Regions from separate parts of the Canis lupus genome. Here region 2 is linked to region 1. A link is a contact called in public Hi-C data. All regions are on one chromosome and are shown on one strand. The core of a region is the stretch at or near the end of the contact, and the rest is flanking DNA. Distances in the headings are between cores, read along the strand shown. Region 1 holds the start of CNNM2 (metal transporter CNNM2). Region 2 overlaps CNNM2 (metal transporter CNNM2).

Region 1 (6,989 bases), core at 2,201-4,700:
AGAAACGTCTGACTGGTTTACTAAAAGGGAAGAAAATCTGCTTGCAGAATACAAAAAAGAAAATAGCAATTATATTTTGGATATTTAAGTTGCAAGAAAAAGACCAATTTGGCAGTTACTTTGCTACAGTGCCTCCTCCAGACACAGTAGCTTGGGAGTCCTAGGGAGTTAGGTCTTCAGAACTTTTTTTTCTCCTGAATTTTAAGTTTTCTTTTTAATTTTTTATTAAGTAATTTCTATGCCCAACATGGGCCTTAAACTCACAAGAGCCAGCCAAGTGCCCTCAGGATTTTTTTTTCTCCTGAGCAATCCATGGACCTACTAGGGTTTGGTCAGTGTGATTAAAAAGCCTTGGGCACTTGAGTGGCTCAGTCAGTTGAACATCCAAAGCTTGATTTCAACTCAGGTTGTGATCTTGGAGGCATAGATGGAGCCCAGTATGTGTCTCCACGTTCAGCCCAGAGTCTGCTTGTCCCCCTTCCTCTGCTTCTCCCCTGTGCTCTTTCTCTAACAAATAAATAAAATCTTTTAAAAAGAAGAAGCGGACTTTATGGATCTCTTAGGATGTCTACCCCCTTCCATTTCCCAAACTTGCCTGGTTGTCTATTAGAAATTCGGATTCCTAGGTCCTACCTCTTCAGTAAGTAAGTATGGAATGGGGCCCAGTGATATATACTTTCAGAGAGAATATGAGAGAAGTCTTTTAAAAAAATATTTATTTATTTATTCATGAGAAACACACAGAGAGAGGCAGACACAGGCAGAGGAATAAGGGACTTATTAGTAGGCTCCCATAGGGAGCCTAATATGGGACTTGATCCCAGGACCTCAGGATCACGACCTGAACCAAAGGGAGATGCTCAACCACTGAGCCACCCAGGTGTCCTGAGAAGTCTTCTTTTTAAATTATTTTATTTATTCATCATTCTGTTTTAGAGAGAGTGAGGGTGCCAGTGAGATGGGGGAAGGACAGAGGGAGAGAGAGAGAGAGAGAGGGAGGGAGAGAGAGAGAAAGAGAGAAAGAGAATATCTCAAGTAGGCTCCATGCACAGCTCGGAGCCCAAGTCAGGGCTCCATCTCACGCCCCTGAGACTATGATCTGAGCCGAAACCAAGAGCTGGACGCTTAACTGACTGGGCTACCCAGATGCCCCTTCTTTTCTAATTATTGGGGTAAAATTGCTCTGTAAGTCTCAGGTGTATAATGTTATGTGTATCATGTACAAAATGATCATCACCGTAAATCTAATTACCATCAGCACCATACAATTGAGCACTTTCACCCATTTTGCTCAACCCTAACCTCTTCTGCCTCTGGTAACCATCAGTTTATTTTCTGTATGTATGAGTTTTTGTTTTGTTTGTTCATTTTGTTTAGATTCCATATATAAGTGAAGTCATACTGTATTTTTCTTTGTCCTGTGACTTAGTTCACTTAGTATAATACCCTCAACATCTGTCTATCTTGTCGCATACAGCAAGATTTCCTTCTTTCTTCTTTTATGACAGTTCTGTTCCACTGTATTTCCATACTTGGCTATTGTAAGTAATGCTTTTATGAATGCAAGGATGCTTATATCTTTTCAAATTAGTGTCTTTATATTCTTTGGCTAAGTATCCAGAAGTGGAATAGTTGGGTCACATGGTAATTCGATTTTTAATTTTTTTTTTAAATTTTTTGAGGAATCTTCACACTATTTTCCACAGCGTTTGCACTAAGTTGATTGCCACTAACAGTGTGGAAGGTTCTTTCCTCCACATCCTAACACTTATTTCTTGTCTTTTTGGTAATAGCCATTGTAACAGGTATGAAGTGATATTTCATTGTGGTTTTGATTTGCATTCCTCTGATGATGAGTGATGTTGAACATCTGGGAAAAATGTTTATTCAGACCCTCTGGCCATTTTTATTTATTTTTAAAAACGATTTTATTTATATATTCATGAGAGACACACACAGAGAGAGGCAGAGACAGACAGAGAGAGAAGCAGGTTCCACGCAGGGGAGCCCAACGTGGGACTCGATCCTTGGTTTCCAGGATCACACCCTGGGCTGAAGGCGGCGCTAAACCGCTGAGCTACTGGGGCTGCCCCTTCTGGCCATTTTTAAATTGCTTTTTTTGTTGTTGTTGCTGTGTTGTGCAAGTTCTTTTTATGTTTTGGGTACTAAACCCTTATAAGATATGTGATTTGCAAGTATTTTCTTCCATTGAACAAGTTGTCTTCTTGTTTTGTTGGTTTCCTTCAAGTTTTTAGTTTGTTGTAGTCTCATTTGTTTATTTTCGCTTTTGTTTACCTTGCCTTTGGAGTCAGATCCACAATTTAAAAAAAAATCACTAAAACCAATGTCAGAGAGCTTGCTACCTTTTCTTGTCAGAATTTCATGGTTTCAGATCTTAGATTCAAGTCTTTAATTCATTTTGAGTCAATTTTTATACGTGGTGTAAGATGGCATTTAGTTTCATTCATTTGTATGTAACTGTTCAGTCTTCCCAACACCATTCATTGAAGAGACTGTCCTTTCCTCTTGGCTCCTTTTCCTAAATTAACCATATATGTATGGGTCTACTTCTGGGCTCTCTGTTCCATCGCATTGATCCGTATGCCTTTTTCATGCCAATACCGTATTGTTTTGATGACTATAGCTTTGTGGTATAGTGAGGGGATTCCTGACTTGGAAGGTGGGGAAACTGCTTCACTGTAACCTTCTCACCTCTCCCGCAAAGCTTTTGGGGTTTGCAGACCTGGAAAGCATTGCAGGGTGCCAACGTAACCGGCAGGTGGCGCCACGCGACCGCAAGCTGCGGCGTGAGAGCATCCCGTTGGGAGAAGTGAGAAGCTCCAGAAGAGGCAGGTCGCTAGGTGTGGGGCCACCCAGTCGCCGCTAATCCCGGGCGGAGCGGCGCCGACGGGTAGAGGAGGGTGGCGCAGCAGGTGTCCCGGCCTTTCAGGCAAACGCGCTGCTTGAGCCCTCCCCAGTCGGCTTCCCGGGTTCCTGGGGCAGCCTCCGTCGCAGGAACATTGAGCACTGCGGCAGCCGGCAACGCGGTGCCGCGAAAACCGACCGTCCAGGGCCCCAGGACATTAGCCCAGCACTGCCTACCCAGGCGCGGGGAGCTACTACCGAGGCCCCTCGGGGAGCACCAGGCCCGCAGACGGCCCCCTCTCATTGGTAGCCCGACTGCAGGCCCCGCCCCCTCTCGTACAGCTCTCGTCCGTGAGTGGCTCTCGGGCCCCAGCTGGCCACACCTCCTCCCCTCGCACATACACAAGAGTCACGCGCCTTTCAGTAGGAAACTTGGCGTGCCGAGGGGGACGGTGGCTTTCATCGCCCCACCCACCTGCCTTGCCATTGGCCCGCGGCTCCGCTCGTGACCACGCCCCCATTCCAGCCCCCTGGCTGGGAGGGCGGGCACCCGCGCGTGATTGGCTGGTCCGCCTGCCTCTCGCGGGAGCGGCTGGCGCTTCACCCTCCCTTTTCCCCCTCCCGCGAGTCTCCAGGTTCCTCAGCTGGCAGAGGCCGGGTCAGTGTCAGTCAGGGAGCCGGACCGCCGGACCGTGTGTGCGGACGCTCCGCTGCAGTCTCGCCCAGGGGCCGGTGGCTGCGCTCGCGCCGCCGGGTGGGAAGGATGAAGCCGCAGCTGGAGCAGCCACCCTATGATTGGCTGTGGCGCTTGTGAACCCGAAGTAAAGATGGCGGGCGGGCAGGCAGCCGCCGCACTGCCCACTTGGAAGATGGCGGCGCGCCGCAGCCTCAGCGCCCGCGGCCGGGGGGTCCTGCAGGCGGCGGCGGGGCGGCTGCTGCCGCTGCTACTGCTGAGCTGCTGCTGCGGCGCGGGCGGCTGCGCAGCAGCGGGCGAGAACGAGGAGACGGTGATCATCGGGTTGCGGCTGGAGGACACGAACGACGTGTCTTTCATGGAAGGGGGGGCGCTGCGGGTGAGCGAGCGGACCCGGGTCAAGCTGCGGGTGTACGGGCAGAACATCAACAACGAGACGTGGTCCCGCATCGCCTTCACCGAGCACGAGCGGCGGCCTCACAGCCCGGGCGAGCGCGGGCTGGGGGGCCCCGCGCCGCCCGAGCCGGACAGCGGCCCCCAGCGCTGCGGCATCCGCACCTCCGATATCATCATCTTGCCCCACATCATTCTCAACCGCCGCACATCGGGCATCATTGAGATCGAGATCAAACCGCTGCGCAAGATGGAGAAAAGCAAGTCCTATTACCTGTGCACATCGCTCTCCACGCCCGCCCTGGGCGCCGGCGGCCCGGGGTCCGCGGGCGGCGCCGTCGGGGGCAAGGGCGGCTCGGGAGTGGCCGGGCTCCCGCCGCCCCCGTGGGCCGAGACCACCTGGATTTACCACGACGGCGAGGACACCAAGATGATCGTGGGCGAGGAGAAGAAGTTCCTGCTGCCCTTCTGGCTGCAGGTGATCTTCATTTCGCTGCTCCTGTGCCTGTCGGGCATGTTCAGCGGCCTCAACCTGGGGCTGATGGCCCTGGACCCGATGGAGCTGCGCATCGTGCAGAACTGCGGCACCGAGAAGGAGAAGAATTACGCCAAACGCATCGAGCCGGTGCGCAGGCAGGGCAACTACCTGCTGTGTTCGCTGCTGCTGGGCAACGTGCTGGTCAACACCACGCTCACCATCCTGCTCGACGACATCGCCGGCTCAGGCCTCGTGGCGGTGGTGGTCTCCACCATCGGCATCGTCATCTTCGGGGAAATCGTGCCCCAGGCCATCTGCTCCCGTCACGGCCTGGCTGTCGGGGCCAACACCATCTTCCTCACCAAGTTTTTCATGATGATGACCTTCCCCGCTTCTTACCCGGTGAGCAAGCTGCTGGACTGCGTCCTGGGCCAGGAGATAGGCACTGTCTATAACCGGGAAAAACTGCTGGAGATGCTCCGGGTCACCGACCCCTACAACGACCTCGTTAAGGAGGAGCTGAACATCATCCAAGGAGCGCTGGAGCTCCGCACCAAGACAGTGGAGGACGTGATGACTCCGCTCCGGGACTGCTTCATGATCACGGGCGAAGCCATTCTGGACTTCAACACCATGTCGGAGATCATGGAGAGCGGCTACACCCGTATTCCGGTATTTGAGGGGGAGCGCTCCAACATCGTGGACCTTCTCTTTGTCAAAGACTTGGCCTTCGTGGATCCAGATGACTGTACTCCCCTGAAAACCATCACTAAATTTTATAACCACCCCTTGCACTTTGTTTTCAATGACACCAAGTTGGACGCTATGCTGGAAGAATTTAAGAAAGGTGGGAAATTTTGGTATCTTTCATTGGCTTGCTCTCTCTCTCTCTCCATCCTCCTCCCTACTTGAGCCCTCTACCCTCAGATCAACCCCCCAAGGCGAGTTGACCGGAATTTCTCCTGTCTCTTAATTGCAAAGTTGAAAGGGTGGCATGGATTTGGGGGATGGATTGAACTAGAAGGCGCTTCTAGGTTTTCTAAAAGCACGAGACTAACGTCACTCGCTTTTTCGCATTTCAAAAAGCAGGCTTTCTATTTTCTGTGCATGATACTGCTGGCCCTCTGGTCCTGAGGGGTCTGCTGCATACCATTGCCCCAGTTCTGAGTGGGTAAGGTGCAAGTCGGGGCCAGCTAATGCCATGCTGTGCCATCTGGTTGACATGTACTAATCTCAGGCGTTTGGAAAAACATTGAGATAGTTTCTCTAAACTCAGTACAATCCTCTTCTTCCTCCTTAACCATTCACTGACATTTCAGAGATTGGAAGTGCATTTTCGGTAGCTCTGTTCCTGGTTGTCAGGCCACCTGTGGGGCAGATTGGGCTCTGCCTTTTGAGGATAGAGGATGGGTTAAGCCAATATCACCAAAAAGATTTATGCATTTGGGTGTGACTTGCCTTAGCTAGAAAAGAGGGTTTTGTTTTGTTTTGTTTTTTTTCAAAGTAGAGTTATTAATATATAACTTGGAAAGACTAGAGGTGAGTTAACCTTTTATTAGGCTATCTTGTCTAGCTTTCTTCACTATTTGTTTATATTTACTTGACAAATAAATTTCCCAAACCAAGTGTGATTTTGGCAGAAATCTTGAACATTTAACAATGGGATGACGCCCTCTATTGTGGTTTATTTATCGCTAGAGTTTTTCTGGTTTATAAGTGTTCTTCTTGACCTTGATCGCTTGGTATGTTAAGTTGAAGTGTGTCTTCAAGTCAGTTCTCAATGTTCTGGGGAGTTTTAATAGGGAAGCTACCTGCAGAGTCTGATGTGCTCACCTTTCCCCGCATGGTGGTTATTTTTTGTTTGTTTTACCGTGTAATGAACAGGCAAATAGCAACTCATGCTATTATTAACTGAAATTCTGTCTTTAAAAAAAGTTTCCAGTAAATAGTTAGTGTTGCTATTTGAAAACCATGGGCGGCCGAGCTGTTTAATTGCTGTGGTGCTAGTGTAGGTATTAAAATATGTATGTGACCTTTAATGACCTGATAGTCTTCAAAACTAAGTTTTCCTTCTTCAGATAGAATTTTGAGCACTCATAGTGGTCTCTCCACTGAAAAAGGCTGTGTGTGTAAGTGGTGACAGCTCACTGGACGTGGCGATCTGAACATCCCCACAGAGTGTGTGGTTGCCCTAATTCCATTCTCCTGGCTGAATGGTGTCCTCTCTGGAACAGGATCACATTGCAGTAATTTTCAGATAAAGGAATAGAGCAGAATGTGCTTCAGAGATTGGTAATTTGCATTTAAAAGCAGAAGGAGATTCTTCTGGATTCTTAAACAGTAAAAAGAAAATATCCATTATCTCTAGGTGACAGAGCTTCTTTTGGGGGTGTCATTATCCTTTCACTGCTAAGTTGTTAATTAGAGCATCTGACCAATCTCTTCTCTCATTTTGCAATAATATTTCTAGTACAGAAAGATACCTTGGGATGCTTGAAAATGCCTTTGAAATACATTGTTTTCTTTCTATTGCAAGGTTTTGCAATATTGAGACGGATA
Region 2 (7,357 bases), core at 1,643-4,142, 140 kb after region 1:
GTGGATCCCTTCTTGTAGCTTCTCTCCTAGCCATCTCGCAGCTGCATGGCTCCCAGCCCAGCATGAGCCCAGACTCCCTTTTCCTGCCTCGCTGGCCCACCACATAGGGAGCTCCTCGGCCTGCCCTGCTCTCCACGCTGCTCCAGCCCCATCCTGCGGCTTCCTGTGCAAACCCACGGAGCCTGGCGGCCCCGCTGTCTCCCCACTTCTCCCCTGCCCTCCCTTCTCTCGCCTCAACTCTTACTCCTTGCATTTTCCTTCCTGTACAAAATGTGTATAAGAACAGGGAGTAATCTTTTTCTCTGAATTTCCTACATTCTTGTGATCTTTTTCCCCACAGGGTTTTTTGTTGTTGTTGACCACCATGTCCCACTGATCCTTCCCCTGCTTCCCTCTGTCTTGTGCTTGTGCTTCCCTCAAACTTGTGGGTGGCCAGGACCATCTTTGCCCCGGGCCCCACATGGTCAGGGTTTCCGGCACCCCTTTGCTTGCAGGATGATTTTACATTATGGGTGGAGTTGTCAGTTCCCTTCCTACAGTGAGAGAGTTGGCCGGGAGTGATATAACTAGTATTTTGAATGAAGGAAAACCTAAAAGAGAGACAGTAGAGCGTTTTCTGAAGAAGTGCTTTGAGGAGAGTCTCCCATAACTGGGAATTTAGTATATAATAATAGGGAATGATCAAAATAATAGTTTGCGTTAGTGGGCACCATGGCAAACATGTTGGTCAAGGGCTTGTTCTCTCATGTAATCCTTCTGAGCCCCTCTCCTGATGTGTAAGGGAGGGTGATTGTGTCTGTTTCATGAGTTATGAGCATCTAAGTGAATTAATAAAGCCCTGACCTGTTAGCCTAGTTCCTCTTCAATAAATGGTACCATTATTTTTATTTACCCATCATAAAGGAATACCATAAAGGTTGCCTGTCACCGGAGGGGCAGCTATAGGTACGGTGAACAAGGCCATTCTGGCCCTTGGCTTGGAAATCCCGACGTGGAGCTCACTTACTAGGATGTTCCAGTGGCTTGGGAAATGCATGTTGGGCACCCACCATGCGGGGGTCATAGTGGACCCGAAGGCTAACAGGATGAGTCAGGCGTCTGCAGTCTGCCCTGGAGGAACCAATGAGTGAGGCTTTAGACAACTTAGAGAAAGAGAAGGCAAGGGAAGACTTCAGGGAGAGGTTTTATCCTGATGGAAGAAGGCTTGCTATGGTGCTTTCCCAAGACTGTGAGGAGGAAGTTGAGAGGTGGGGTGGTGCCCACAGGGGTCTGGGCCATAAAGGTCCTGCCTGCAGACACCCCACACTGTGTTTGTGAGACCAGAGTGAGCTCCATCCCTGGAGCCCATGGCCACAGACAGTGTTAACCCAGACCCAATGCTGCTCCAGCTCTGAGCTCCTGAAAGACCCCGTCTTTCCCAGTGTTTGTCCCAATTGATGGGGAGAGAGCACCATGTTTTTATTACTGGAGAGCTCCTAAAGGATCCATGCATGAACTAGGGATGCTGGGAAAATACTAAGTGGATTCACAGAAATGAAACCTCACACCCTCACTGTTCTCTCTGCATTTCCAGCCAAATCCAAATGTCCTGTTTAAGATGAATTGACCCTCTTTTCTAAGTGGGAAAGAGCATTTGAGGCTTTACTTCCCAGAGCTGGTTGGGAAAGGAATTCTAGACAAAAATCTGAGGAAGGACAAATCTTGCATTGAATTTGCAGAGAGATTCCTGGAAATGGACTGAAAACACTCCCCTTTTCTTCTCACAGGGGAAAGTGGAAGTAGAAGCTGGGAAAGAAGGTATGAAATTCGAAGCCAGTGCTTTCTCCTACTATGGTGTGATGGCCCTCACAGCCTCTCCAGGTGAGCTCTCCTTTTCAGCCCCTTGGGGCGGGGTTGTGCTTTAAGATAGAATACTCTTCTCCTGTCCCCTTTCTGTACCTGCCGGCTAGCCCTATTTATCAACTTCTTGAGCTTTTTGTTGAAACATATCGCATATACCAGATGCCCCCTTGCCCCGCCCAATCATAAGTCTCTGCCCCCATGAATTTTCACACAGCCAACACTCCGTGTAGAGCAGCACCCAGTTCAAGAAACAAACATCACCAACCCCACAAACCACCCTCCCCACCACCACACTGTATTAGGAACTGTTCCCCACACCACTGCCTTGACTTCTAAGCTAGTAGACTGGTTTTGCCTGTTTTTGAACTTGGTGTAAATGAACTTCTACAGGACGTATTACATCAAGCCTGGCTTCTTTCACCCAGTGTTGTCCTTGTCACATTCATCATTATTGCTGTGTGTGCTTTATACCTTATTTCTTCTCATTGCTGTGCAGTGTCACATCATGTGAAGTGTATTTTTTCATTGCTGATGGACATGGGGGTAGTTTCCTGTTTGGAGCTACCATGAATTGGGTGGCCGTGCACATTCGTGCATGTGTTCTGGTGAGTGTGTGTGCGTTTCTTTTGGGCATATGTGTAGGAGTGGAATTGTGGGCTCCCACATGGCACCTGCAGCTTTAGTAGCTCCTGCCCTGCAGTTTGCCACAGTACGTAGCAGTCCACACTGCTAGCCTGCGTCTGCTGACAGGGGTTCCAGTTGCTCTACTTGCACTGCTAAATGTTATTGAACCTTTAAAATGTTAACTGTTCTGGAGATTTTAAAGTTTGCATTTTCCTGCGGATGAATGAGGCTGTAAATGTGTATTTATTGACTAGAGCTGGCTCTTGTCTAGACAGCTGGTCAGTTGAGTCAGCCGGCTAATGATGGGTATGCCACAGGGTGTCAACTAAGTGTTCTGAGCACAAGATGCCAGCAACTGGTATCTGCCCTAGTAGGAATAGGGAGCACAAATACCTCTGGCTTGGGGCATTGCTTGCTTTGCGGTGTGCATGTGCTTGCTGCCTTACCCTGGCTGGACCAGTGTGGACAGGTAAACAGAGGTGCTGGAGTGCCACCTTGTGGCCACAGTGCCAAATGACATGCTATGCTAGGAAACTTACAAACCCCAAACTTAAAAAAAAAAAACAAAACCCAAACTTAGAAATAACCCATCCTAAAACAACCTAGGCCACTTCTGGAAACCAGTCTCCAAAGGGGAGGGGATACCTCCAGACAGATCTCTTTTTGTGACCTCAGTATCCACCAGGCCACACAGTGTCCCAGGCATCCAGGAATATTACATTACAGTTAAAAAGCCAAGGAAGTGTTCAGGATTCTCTCATGTCCCTCAGCCTCCCCTGCCCCAGACGCATCTTCTCACTATCCCACCCTAGGGTGCTTGGCCACATCGGCCAGCCTCCCCACTGTCAACTGCTGACTAACACCAGTGTGAACATGGGCCTATCTAACCCCACTTAATCATGTCTGCTGTAAACTTGAAGGTGATCTTCTGTTCTCACTGCTAGTGAGGAGGCAGGGAGGTTCCTAACTAGTCTGGGAGGACCACTGTATATGGTTGGCTGCCTCTGAGAAAGGTCCTTAGCTTCCTCCTTATTAACAGGATACCATAAGGCTACCTGGTGTGATTGTTAGAAGAATACAATGTGAGTGCTTTTTAAGTTTGAAAGCACAGAGGAAATGTCGGTGTCAGAGTTGGGTGTTGAGCTTGTAACTGTTGTTTGGCAGCCAACTTCAAATTAGCCCTGGGTTAGCAGAGTCAGATTTAGAATGTGGCTTTGAAAAGAAAGAAGTGTAAGGGTACCATCTTATTAATCACTGTTTCTTGAAACCTAAACATTGGCCCAATTTATACTGAACTGTGGATTCACATACTGGCAAATGCCATTCAGAAATGTTGAGAGGCAGGTCTCTCATACAGCAAGCCTGTGGGGCTGCAGCAGACTGGCCTCGTTGGGAAATGCCAGGAAGGAAGGGGATCTCGTTAATAGCATCTTAATACAAAAGCCCAGTATATGACTTCACAAATAAGATTTGGGATTTTGTATATTCACTGAGAGATACAATTAGTGCTATAATCTCAAGATAATATTTCTATTTATTGATGTTGATTGCCTAGAAAAATCTTACAGTAATCAGTTTCAAGGCCCGCCCAGTTGTATGTCAATTATACTGCAATTTAAAAACAGAAACAAAAAACCCTGCCCAGGAAATAGGACTCCTGCCAGGTAGGGCAGTGCTGATTGGACTTTTCAATCAAATGGACCTGTGGCTCTCTGAGGAAGCAGTGATGAGGATGACTTTGGTCTGCCAATTCCCAGCAGACCTGTGTATAACACTCTTGATTTACTTTCCTCTGATACTTTGAACGTTCAGAGTATTCCAAAACAATTCAAAATATCAGGTCAAAATTATCATGACACAAAAGATGTCAGTGAATCGAATAACTTACTGCTTGCCATAGGTAGGGATGCTGTAGGCTTTGCTGGCGCAGGCGGCTTGGGTCATGCTCTTGGGGCAGGTGATTAATGGAGCTCCCCCGCCTTTCGTGGGGCTCATTGTGATTTAAATCCTTAAGAAGAGCACATTTTGAGCTATAAACCCCCGATAGGGCATTAATGGCTTAAGAGATTTCTAGGTTAGTAGAGAAGCATTTGAATAGGATTTCTTCTGATTCCAGGCTCCCTGTATTCCACTTCCTGGAAAGCAGCGTGTATGCCTTTTTAATTTCCCTAATATCGTATAGGCTTTGTATTTCTGGAAGTGAACGCTCATGTTAGTAGAACAGGTGTCTGCTCCTGTGCCCTGAGTGCAGAGATCTCCTTTCTTGCCTAGTGATATGGTCTCACCCTGTTTTTCTCCATTTTCCAGTTCCTTTGTCCCTGTCTCGTACCTTTGTTGTCAGCAGAACAGAGTTGTTAGCAGCAGGTTCTCCAGGTAACTCTGCATGTTTCCTTTTCATACTTCTTCCGGTTGCCTCCCTTGACCCCCCACAAAAGCCTGGCTGGCCAGATCTGTTCCCTTGATTTGGTCAAGGCTGTTTGCAGTTTCTCTTTGAGTTCTCAAACTCCACGTTTGCTGACTCAGGAGTGAGCTGTCCCGGGAAATACAAGCCCACAGCAGCTGTGGGAAGGATTCAGGACACTGACAGGGGACCCGTGGCGTGAGCAATGCTGACCCTCACAGAGTGAGGGTGATTCTGACCTGGAGCATCATTGCTCCCTGCCTGCCCCCTGCACCCCCCACTCCCGCCCACATTGCTGACCTTGGGTTTTCAGGGCAGCCCAAGGGGGCTGCTTTTGGTTCTTTGGGGCCCCAAGCACCTTAAAACCTGAGGATGCTTCTATGGGACATATGCACCCCAAAGCCTCAAGGACTGTGAAGTTTTCTCGGTGAACAGAAGCCCTGTCTGCAGAGACCTGGGCATTCTTGGTTCTGTTCATTTTTTCCAGCCTCCACGTGAATGGGGCCCATGCATCTCCGCCCTCTGACAGGCAGGTGGCCCTCTCTTTGTTTTTGAATTAGTGCCGTGCACATTCCTCACCAGCTGCTGGTCGCTGCCCTGCAGGAGAGTTTGGTCATGCCTGGCTAATACATCCAGCAGCAAAAAAGAAAGGCAAAAGTTTAATCTTTCTTTAATTAAAATTGCTGAGCTTTTGGTAATACAATTTTTCTGTATTTATTTTGTTCCACACAGCTTATATCTTAAAATCTGATGAAATTGGCATTTTCATAATCCAGTTTCAGCAAAAACTCTCAAACGCTGATATTTAGTAAAAGAAACAATACATGTCCTAAAAAGAAGCTAACGTTCCCTCAAGTTTTTGCTCTGAAAAAGCTTGAGGTGTTTGGGGATAAGGTATTATTTGTAGGACTGTTTTGATTCAAACCAGCTGGCAGGAGATACATGTGCACACACATACACACATACATATGCACAGAAATATGTATTTGTGGATATGTATGTATGTTTGTGTTTTTTCTCCCCATTTTGTTTGCTGGCATCTGCTACCTGTTCAAAATGTCACAGATGCTGAGGTAAAGTGACTTTTGGATGAAACTCATGAAATGTTATTTGTATTTCACTTTTCCCTGCAAAACTTAAGAGATTTCTTAGCTGTGTCTACTCTATCTGATCCTGTAATTTAAAAAAAAAAAAAATTTCATTTTGTGGACCCAGGCCTTCAGGATCCTAGCATTACAATAATATGATACCAAATAAGTGGAGGTTGAGCTAAACCAGTGATTTCCAGCCTATTCCAAAAGATGCTTTGTGGTTCCAAGGGAGGAGGCTGGTAATGTTTCTGTATAGGATCCTCTGGCTTACTCATAAAAAGAAAGAATTCCTAGGCGAAATGACTAAAAAGCAGAAAAAACAATGCTGAGAAGGCATAAGAGGAGTTAAAAATGGAAAGATTTTATCATAATTATAAAAATTTGGCACATAAATTTGGCAACAGAATATGACCTGAGCTGGGGGCTGGCCACTTAAAGTCTTTATTCCCCTGGGTCTGAATACTCCTCTTTCTCACTGCGTGTTGATGAACGACTGGTTGCACTGGGTCCCTGTCACACTGCGACAGAAGGGGTCCCGGGAAACAGGGTCTGCTTCAGACTGGGACTGGGACGCCAGGCAGTGGGTTCCTGATGAAAGCGAGGGCTCATCTCACAAGAACCGAGGGCAGTGGGTTGAGAGAAAGCTGACTAGGAGTCTAGATACCCTGGGGAAAGCCGAGAGATTGCCCTGGAATCCTCCCCAGGAGGAAAGAACAGAAGACTCAGAAGGAAGGCCTCTGACCTCTAACTGCTGATGCACCCAGTTTGATCAGTAAGCACAGTGCCCTCTGCATGTCTCGGTTTCTTATCCTTAATTTTTTTTAAGATTTTATTTATTCATGAGAGATACAGAGAGGGAAGCAGAGACAGGGAGAGCGAGAAGCAGGCTCCCTACAGGGAGCCTGTTGCGGGACTCAATCTTGGGACCCTGGGATCACGACCTGACCCAAAGGCAGATGCTCAACCACTGAGTCACCCAGGTGCCCCTTCTTAACCTTTAAATCATCACACCCAAGAGTAAATACTGTCTATAGAAATGCTGGTGCGATCTGGGGCTCAAGCCCAGGGCTACAGTGGAATCCCTTGTTTCAAAAATCAGGTTTGAGGGTTCGATCTGTCAGCCCAGGTGAAGCTTTCCCAAGTACAGGAAGGCTCAGTCCTGGGGGTAGCACAGAGTGGAGAGGCCTGGGATGAGGGCAACAGGAAACAGAGTACTGGTAACAAGGCTTATTGATGGGATATTTATTAAGTGTCAGATGCTGTGCTAAGCACTCTATACATTATCTCCTTTGGAATCCTCATGACTTTATGAGGTGGGAACCATTATCCATCTTTTAATCTGAGGCTTCACGACATCGGGTCATCTGATCAAAGTTCCTTTCTGCTAAGTAGAAAACAT

The links. A called contact is a pair of places that touch in the nucleus more often than the background predicts.
Region 2: a contact with region 1 is called in a Hi-C map of blood, with 4 times the contacts expected there. The contact joins the enhancer-like site here to the promoter of CNNM2 in region 1. A contact is called at or near these places in 5 of 9 Hi-C or Micro-C datasets (amygdala, blood and liver).

The regions. Positions count from the first base shown.
Region 1 is chr28:15,553,484-15,560,472 of UU_Cfam_GSD_1.0, forward strand. It overlaps CNNM2 (metal transporter CNNM2), which reads left to right and starts at 3,451. Exons shown (of 7, transcript XM_038578664.1): 1 at 3,451-5,277. The coding sequence starts at 3,657.
Region 2 is chr28:15,695,994-15,703,350 of UU_Cfam_GSD_1.0, forward strand. CNNM2 (metal transporter CNNM2) reads left to right here. Exons shown (of 7, transcript XM_038578664.1): 5 at 1,767-1,860. Among named protein-coding and RNA genes, the nearest start is that of NT5C2, 110 kb to the right of the region's middle. Within about 2 kb of position 2,893, at least 2 of the 20 cell types and tissues checked have an H3K27ac peak or open chromatin away from gene starts, as enhancers often do. A contact at or near this core is called in blood, where this site is marked.